Regions from separate parts of the Sus scrofa genome. Here region 1 is linked to region 2. Evidence: chromatin contacts called from public Hi-C data. All regions are on one chromosome and are shown on one strand. Each heading gives the region's core, a stretch centred on a gene start, on an enhancer-like site or on the middle of the called end of the contact. The rest is flanking DNA. Distances are from core to core; before and after follow the strand shown. Region 1 holds the start of MAP3K9 (mitogen-activated protein kinase kinase kinase 9). Region 2 holds the start of SYNJ2BP (synaptojanin 2 binding protein).

Evidence for each region. Hi-C and Micro-C count contacts between places; a contact is called where the count stands out from the background.
Region 1: a contact with region 2 is called in a Hi-C map of embryonic fibroblasts, with 2.0 times the contacts expected there. The contact joins the promoter of MAP3K9 here to the promoter of SYNJ2BP in region 2. A contact is called at or near these places in 1 of 5 promoter capture datasets (liver), 3 of 47 Hi-C or Micro-C datasets (embryonic fibroblasts and fetal skeletal muscle) and 2 of 2 datasets of contacts at active chromatin or transcription factors (alveolar macrophages and skeletal muscle).

Annotation. Positions count from the first base shown.
Region 1 is chr7:94,378,612-94,381,326 of Sscrofa11.1, forward strand. It overlaps MAP3K9 (mitogen-activated protein kinase kinase kinase 9), which reads right to left and starts at 1,449. Exons shown (of 12, transcript XM_021099417.1): 1 at 1,050-1,449. The coding sequence starts at 1,449.
Region 2 is chr7:93,972,692-93,975,637 of Sscrofa11.1, forward strand. It overlaps SYNJ2BP (synaptojanin 2 binding protein), which reads right to left and starts at 1,645. Exons shown (of 4, transcript NM_001244991.1): 1 at 1,468-1,645. The coding sequence starts at 1,531.

The DNA.
Region 1 (2,715 bases), core at 199-2,698, 410 kb after region 2:
TATTAACAATACTTTTTTAACAGCAAAGAAATTACGGAAAACCTCAAATACAAAATAGTGTAAAGTGCCCCAGGAGATATTTACATCTTTCTTCTAAAACCACCTAGCATCACTGATTAAAGGATTCTAATGGCAACTTCTTTGAAAAAACAAAGAAAATTTCATTACAGGGTGTGGAGCAGGGGGCTCCTGGGAAATTGGTGAAAACCAGGACACTGGAAGACCTGGGAGGGACCCCTGCGCATGGGCCCCCTGAGATTTGGCAAAGACCAAATATAGGCAAGGATCTAGGGTGAGAATAAAGGAGAAAATACACTGTATAGGTGTCAAGGGACTGGGATTTAGCCATTGTGCCTGGGCTCCTGATCTCTCGTGGGGGGAATGGCATACTTTTCCCTCCCTAATCATTTCTGCCCCCCCCCCACACAAATACACACCCTTCTTAGCACATTCTTCACTGAGACTCCTAAAGGTACAACTTTTAAGATACAAGATTAGGATCCAAGAAAGCAACCCAAGAAAGATACTTCAGCCGTAAGTTCACACAGACTTCCGGGACCGGTGCGCCAGTCCAGCCCCGCGGGAAACACCCCCCCCCCCGCCCCGTCTCCTTCAAAGCAAATACCTATAAGGGGCGGGGAAGGCGCTAGAAAAGGTCGGGAAGGTCCCAGACTGGGGGACTAAGGTTATAATAGAAACCACCAGCCGGCCTAAAATCCTTCCAGATTTGCGGGGTGGGGAGTGCGAGGGAGATTCTCTTGCTAGGGCTTCAGGATGTACAATCAGGAGCTGCTGCTGAGGTGGTCAGGCGAAGGTGAAGAAGCCCAAGAGCCTGAGGTTCCAGGCGCGGCCTGCGGCAAGTCTGTCTAACCAATTGCACCGGCCAAAGCCCCTGCAGCCCGAGGACGCTTGCACACATCAGGTCAATCACTGACCACCTTAACCTAACCTTCAAGGAGGGCTCCTCTCCCTCCTCGACCACCCCAAGCTCCATCATCCCCCCCCCCCCACAGCCCCCGCCAGGCTCCCGCGCCCCGCCTTCTCCTTACACTGAATGGGCGAGTAGCAACTGGGGTCCTCGCCGCCAGGCTGGCAACGGCTGGAAAAAGCGCTGCGCGGGGTCACGTAGTTGCTGGGGAAGATGCCCACACGCTGGTTCAGCTGCCCGGTCCACCAGCCCTCATCGCCGGACACCTGCGAGTCCTTGGACAACACCTCCACCACGTCGCCCAGCCGCAGGGTCAGCTCGTCCTCGCCCGCCGCCTCGTACTCGAACACCGCCGTCCAGTAGGGCATCGGCGTGTCGGAGCCCAGATCCCCGGGGGCCGCTGCCGCCTCCTCCTCCTCTTCCTCTTCCTCCTCGGCCCCGGCCCCCGCTCCATCCTCCCCCGGCTGGGCGGCAGCGGCGGCGCTCGCCAGGGAGCCGAGAAGCGCTCTGGAGGGCTCCATGGAGCGGCCGATCCATAGGGTGCGGGGCTGCCGCCGCCCGCAGGAGCCGCCGCTGCCTATTGTTCATGCGGCTCCGCAGAGCTGGGGGAACCCCCCTCCCCCGACGGCGGCCGCAGGTAGGGCCGGGGCTGGCAGGGCGGGGAGAGCCGGCTCGCTGTGGCTGGCGCGGCGCCGCGACAAGTGAGCGGAGTGCGAGTGCTCAGCGCAGCATGGGGGCGCGGCGGGCCGGAGCCCCCGCCTTCGCGTTCGACCGCTGGGGCGGCCTCACCACCTCCACCACGGGTACCTGCTCAAGCAGCCGGTGCCCGCCGCCTCCAGCCGGCCGCCTCTCCCAGCTCCGCGCCGCGCGCCGCCCCCAGCTCCGCCCGCACGCCCAGGACCACCTGACGCGGACCTGGCTCCGCCCCAGCCCTGCGGACCCGAAGAGGCGGGGCTTCCCGGAGCCCAGGCCCGCCCCTGCGCCAACCCGCCTTCCCATTGGCCGCCGCCAACCCGTCCGCAGGTTCCTCCCGCCGCGGTTGAGGCTGTCCCGCCAGTCGCCCCGCTCGCCCCGCTCCACCCACTGCGCCTACGTCGCCCGCCCCCCGCCCCCGCCCCTGTGCGGGCTCTCTCATTCTCAAACCCCAGGTTGACCCATTTCTCGCTCCCATTGGCCCGCCTCAGCTCCAACCATTGGTCCAAGGTACCTGTCCGTTTCCGGAGAGAGTTCGACACCGCCCGTCAGGAAGAGACTGCGGCTTCATTGGGCGCCTGAGGAAGGATGGGTGGACCCTAAAAGGTAAGCTGAACCCTCATTCATCCCTAAGAGGCTGTAGGAGACCGCTCCCTTTGTCTGACGCGGAGGGCTAGCACCTGTGTTCTAAATCCTAAAGTGAGCTACTGAGAGTTAGCAGAGGGGAATTGAGCTAGGTTGCGCCCTGGGAGAGCTCTTTCTTCTCCAGCTCCCCTTTACAATTGGATTCTTCCTTCTCTTGGGTCTGTGCATCCTATCAGGTGGATTAACTTCCACCCCTGTCTATTAAGGCCTTCAGACCCACTGCTGTGTTCTTTAAAAGAACTCTTAAAACTCTATAGTTCTCGCCTTTATGAAACTGCATAAAACTCCCCCTTTCCAGGGTTCCTGTTAGAAGAAATTCCAATACCGTCAATTTTTTAGAATTCAGACCAAAGACCACTTTCCTGGGGCTCAAACAGTCTGGGTAAGCTGTCGGTGAAGTGGACTTTGTCTCTCTGAAGAGATTAAATTTTTCTGCAAATCTTGGATTT
Region 2 (2,946 bases), core at 395-2,894:
TTGGTCATACTGAATGAGCCTTTAACAAAAGTTTAGGAGCTCGTATGGAATCTTTTCGGCATTTAACCATGCAGATTAGCAAAGAACTACAGTCTTATAAGTAAAATCAATTTCCAATTTTTCATAACAAGAAAAAAGACAGCATGGATGATTCTGAAAGCCACATTTTATGAAGAATAATCTATGAGTGGTGGACCAAGCTATATCAAAATACCTGATGAGGAAAGATGGACTGGTCTAGTGGTGATGGAAACAGGATTGAAAGGCGTATGCAAAACATTTCAGAGAGAGCCTATGATACTTGATGACTTGGAGACTCTTGAAATGACAGTATTTAGGAGAATTTACTAATCATTTGTCTATTAACAACAGCAGCAAACACACAGTGCTTACCACACAACGTTCTAAAGATCTTACATAGTTAGATTTCATTCTCATAACCCTAGTAAGTGTATTCTATTATCATGCACATTTTACTGATGAGAAATTAAGACTTACATCAGTAATAAAGTTCGTCAGCCAATAAATATCAAAGAACTAGTAAGAGGTTAGATTCCAGATTTGGACCTGTTTAAGCCAAAGCTAAAGCTCTCTTAATCGATACACTAGACAGCTGTAAAGGAAAGGCAACAAAAGCCAAGGCAGATAGCAGGGAGTAACGTGAAGAGCCTAGTGAAATGAAGGGCATCAGGAGGTAAGAGGACTGTAGGGGTCAGTGAGGATTTGGTAGTATCAGAATCAGTTGATGTGCTTGTGAAGAAAAGAAGCAAGGTAGGATGAAAGGAAGAAGGGAAAGAGGGAGGGAGGGAAGGAGGAAAGAGGGACGAAAAAGCCCAAAGAAACACCTGCATTGAATCCAAATTAACAGAAATGGGTTCTAGGAATTGCCCTTTTATTTTTTAAAGAAAACCCAAAAAAATCTTACATAACTTTGAGACGAAACCAGGTTTGGGAACTTCCCGAGTAGACCTCTAAGTCTCTTTCTGCTTTAGGATTCCGGGTGGTCCTCTAAATGAATTTCCCAAAAAAAATGAAAGGAGGAGGGAGGGAGGGATACTATCAGCAAGAAAACGGCTATGTATTTACAGTCCACACCGTTTATGCTCCCATTTTTACTAAACAGTCTTTCACGGAAACGGTGATAGAGTAGGCAATGGAAGGAGGGGTGTGGAGTTCACGGCCACGGTCTAGAAAGCAGGATTTTCCCGTAGCAGAAAGAAACCCCTCCTGACTATAAATACATGCGGTAATCCGACTGAAAAACGAGGTGGATTCCTCAGATCCGTCTCATGCTAACGCTGGATGCCAATATATTCTTCTATGAGCCCGCAAACACTGCATGCAACCACCAGGTTGGGGCCTGCCTTCTCTGAGGCCAAAAGAAATCTGGCTCTGCAGAAGAGGTGTCCGCTCTGCAATTACAGCCCCAAGTACCCGACTCTCGGCGATGACCACTTCTGCACATACCTGAGGGTCCTCTGGTGAGACTGATTTCTTCCTCAGTAACCAAATAATCCACTCTTCCGTTCATATTTTACTGTTTGTCTGGCTTCCCAACTTGAAGCAGCAACAGCTCGTGACGGGGGAGATGAAAATCCGCCGGGGGGCCTGGCGTCTAGCGCCAGAAGCCCAGCACTTTCAGTTTCAGCAGCCCTGGGGCCGGAAGAGGAAGTCTCGAGAGCGGTGAGCGCCAGGAATGCTGGGAGTCGTGGTTCTGACGGCCGCTGTGGCGCCTTCCTTCGCCAGGTGCAACCTGCAGGATGAGCAAGGGGCACGTTTCTAGCCTGATTTACTCTTGGGGGCGGAGTAGGGGGCGGGGAGGGATAGTAAAGGTAAGAGACATAATAAATAAATTGATATTGTCAAGGAAAAATGAAAACTAAGTTCTCCTGCCGTCTCAGAAAATCTCCACGGTTAAGAGGCAGTAAGGAGTTCTTGTTGTTAGTAAGCTTTGAACCGGACTGCGATAGGCGTCACAGGCAATCTGCTAATGCGATTTTTAAGACAGAAATTCACCCTTTTATACAGACATGAAGGTACCATTCATTATACATATGTTCTCATTTAAGAGGACTTAACACTGTTTGCCGTACATTCTTTGGTAGGTCATCCTTGAAGAGGCCGTTTGTGTTCATTAATTGCCATTATCCAAGGGAAAAGAAAACTTCTCTATTTCTATGTCAAGCAGGTACTTAGAGCTTAGAGCAAGGAGCCTAGGCTAATTCCTCTGTTCAGAGCAGATAGGGGACTCTCTTTCTTGGTTATTATATTTCAAAGAGCTGGCTCCTAGGACCTTAAGAAAAACTTTCCTGAGCTGTTCCTGGCGAGAGGCTTGTTTCACTTTTTATACATTTTATGTACATACAGAAGGGACAGGGGAAGGATTTTGTAATTACATGCCTGCTCAAGAAAACCCTCTGGGAAAGAGAGGGATAAAAGTCTCTTTCTTTTGGTAGAAAAAAAAATTTAAGTCCCTAGAATAGGACTAGTAAACACGGTAGCTTCTGTTGACTATTTAATCTGAATTTGCGTTAATTGGAACTACACGTTTCAGGCTTCCACCAATCCCTATGGTCTAACTCCAGGTTGTTCCTCAAACCAGAAGCTACTATGTTTACAAACAAAAACAAAACAAAGAAAGAGACAGATTCATTAAGAATTTTGCTAATTCGTATTTGCTAATCCTAAGAGAAGTGAATATGGAATAGTAGAAAGAACACAGGAGGTGATGTCAGAAGAGCTAATCTGAAGCTTCAGGTCCATTTTCTTCTAGTTGTCTGGGTTTGGTCAGGTAACCTAACACCTCCCAACCATGTTTCCCCACCTTAAAAAGGGCATGATTATAGATCCTTAATATTTGCTTAAAAGAGTAAATGAGATGAAATTTTTAAAGACAACTTCACAACTTCAAACTCAGATAAATACCACCCTCAACTTCCAGCCCTC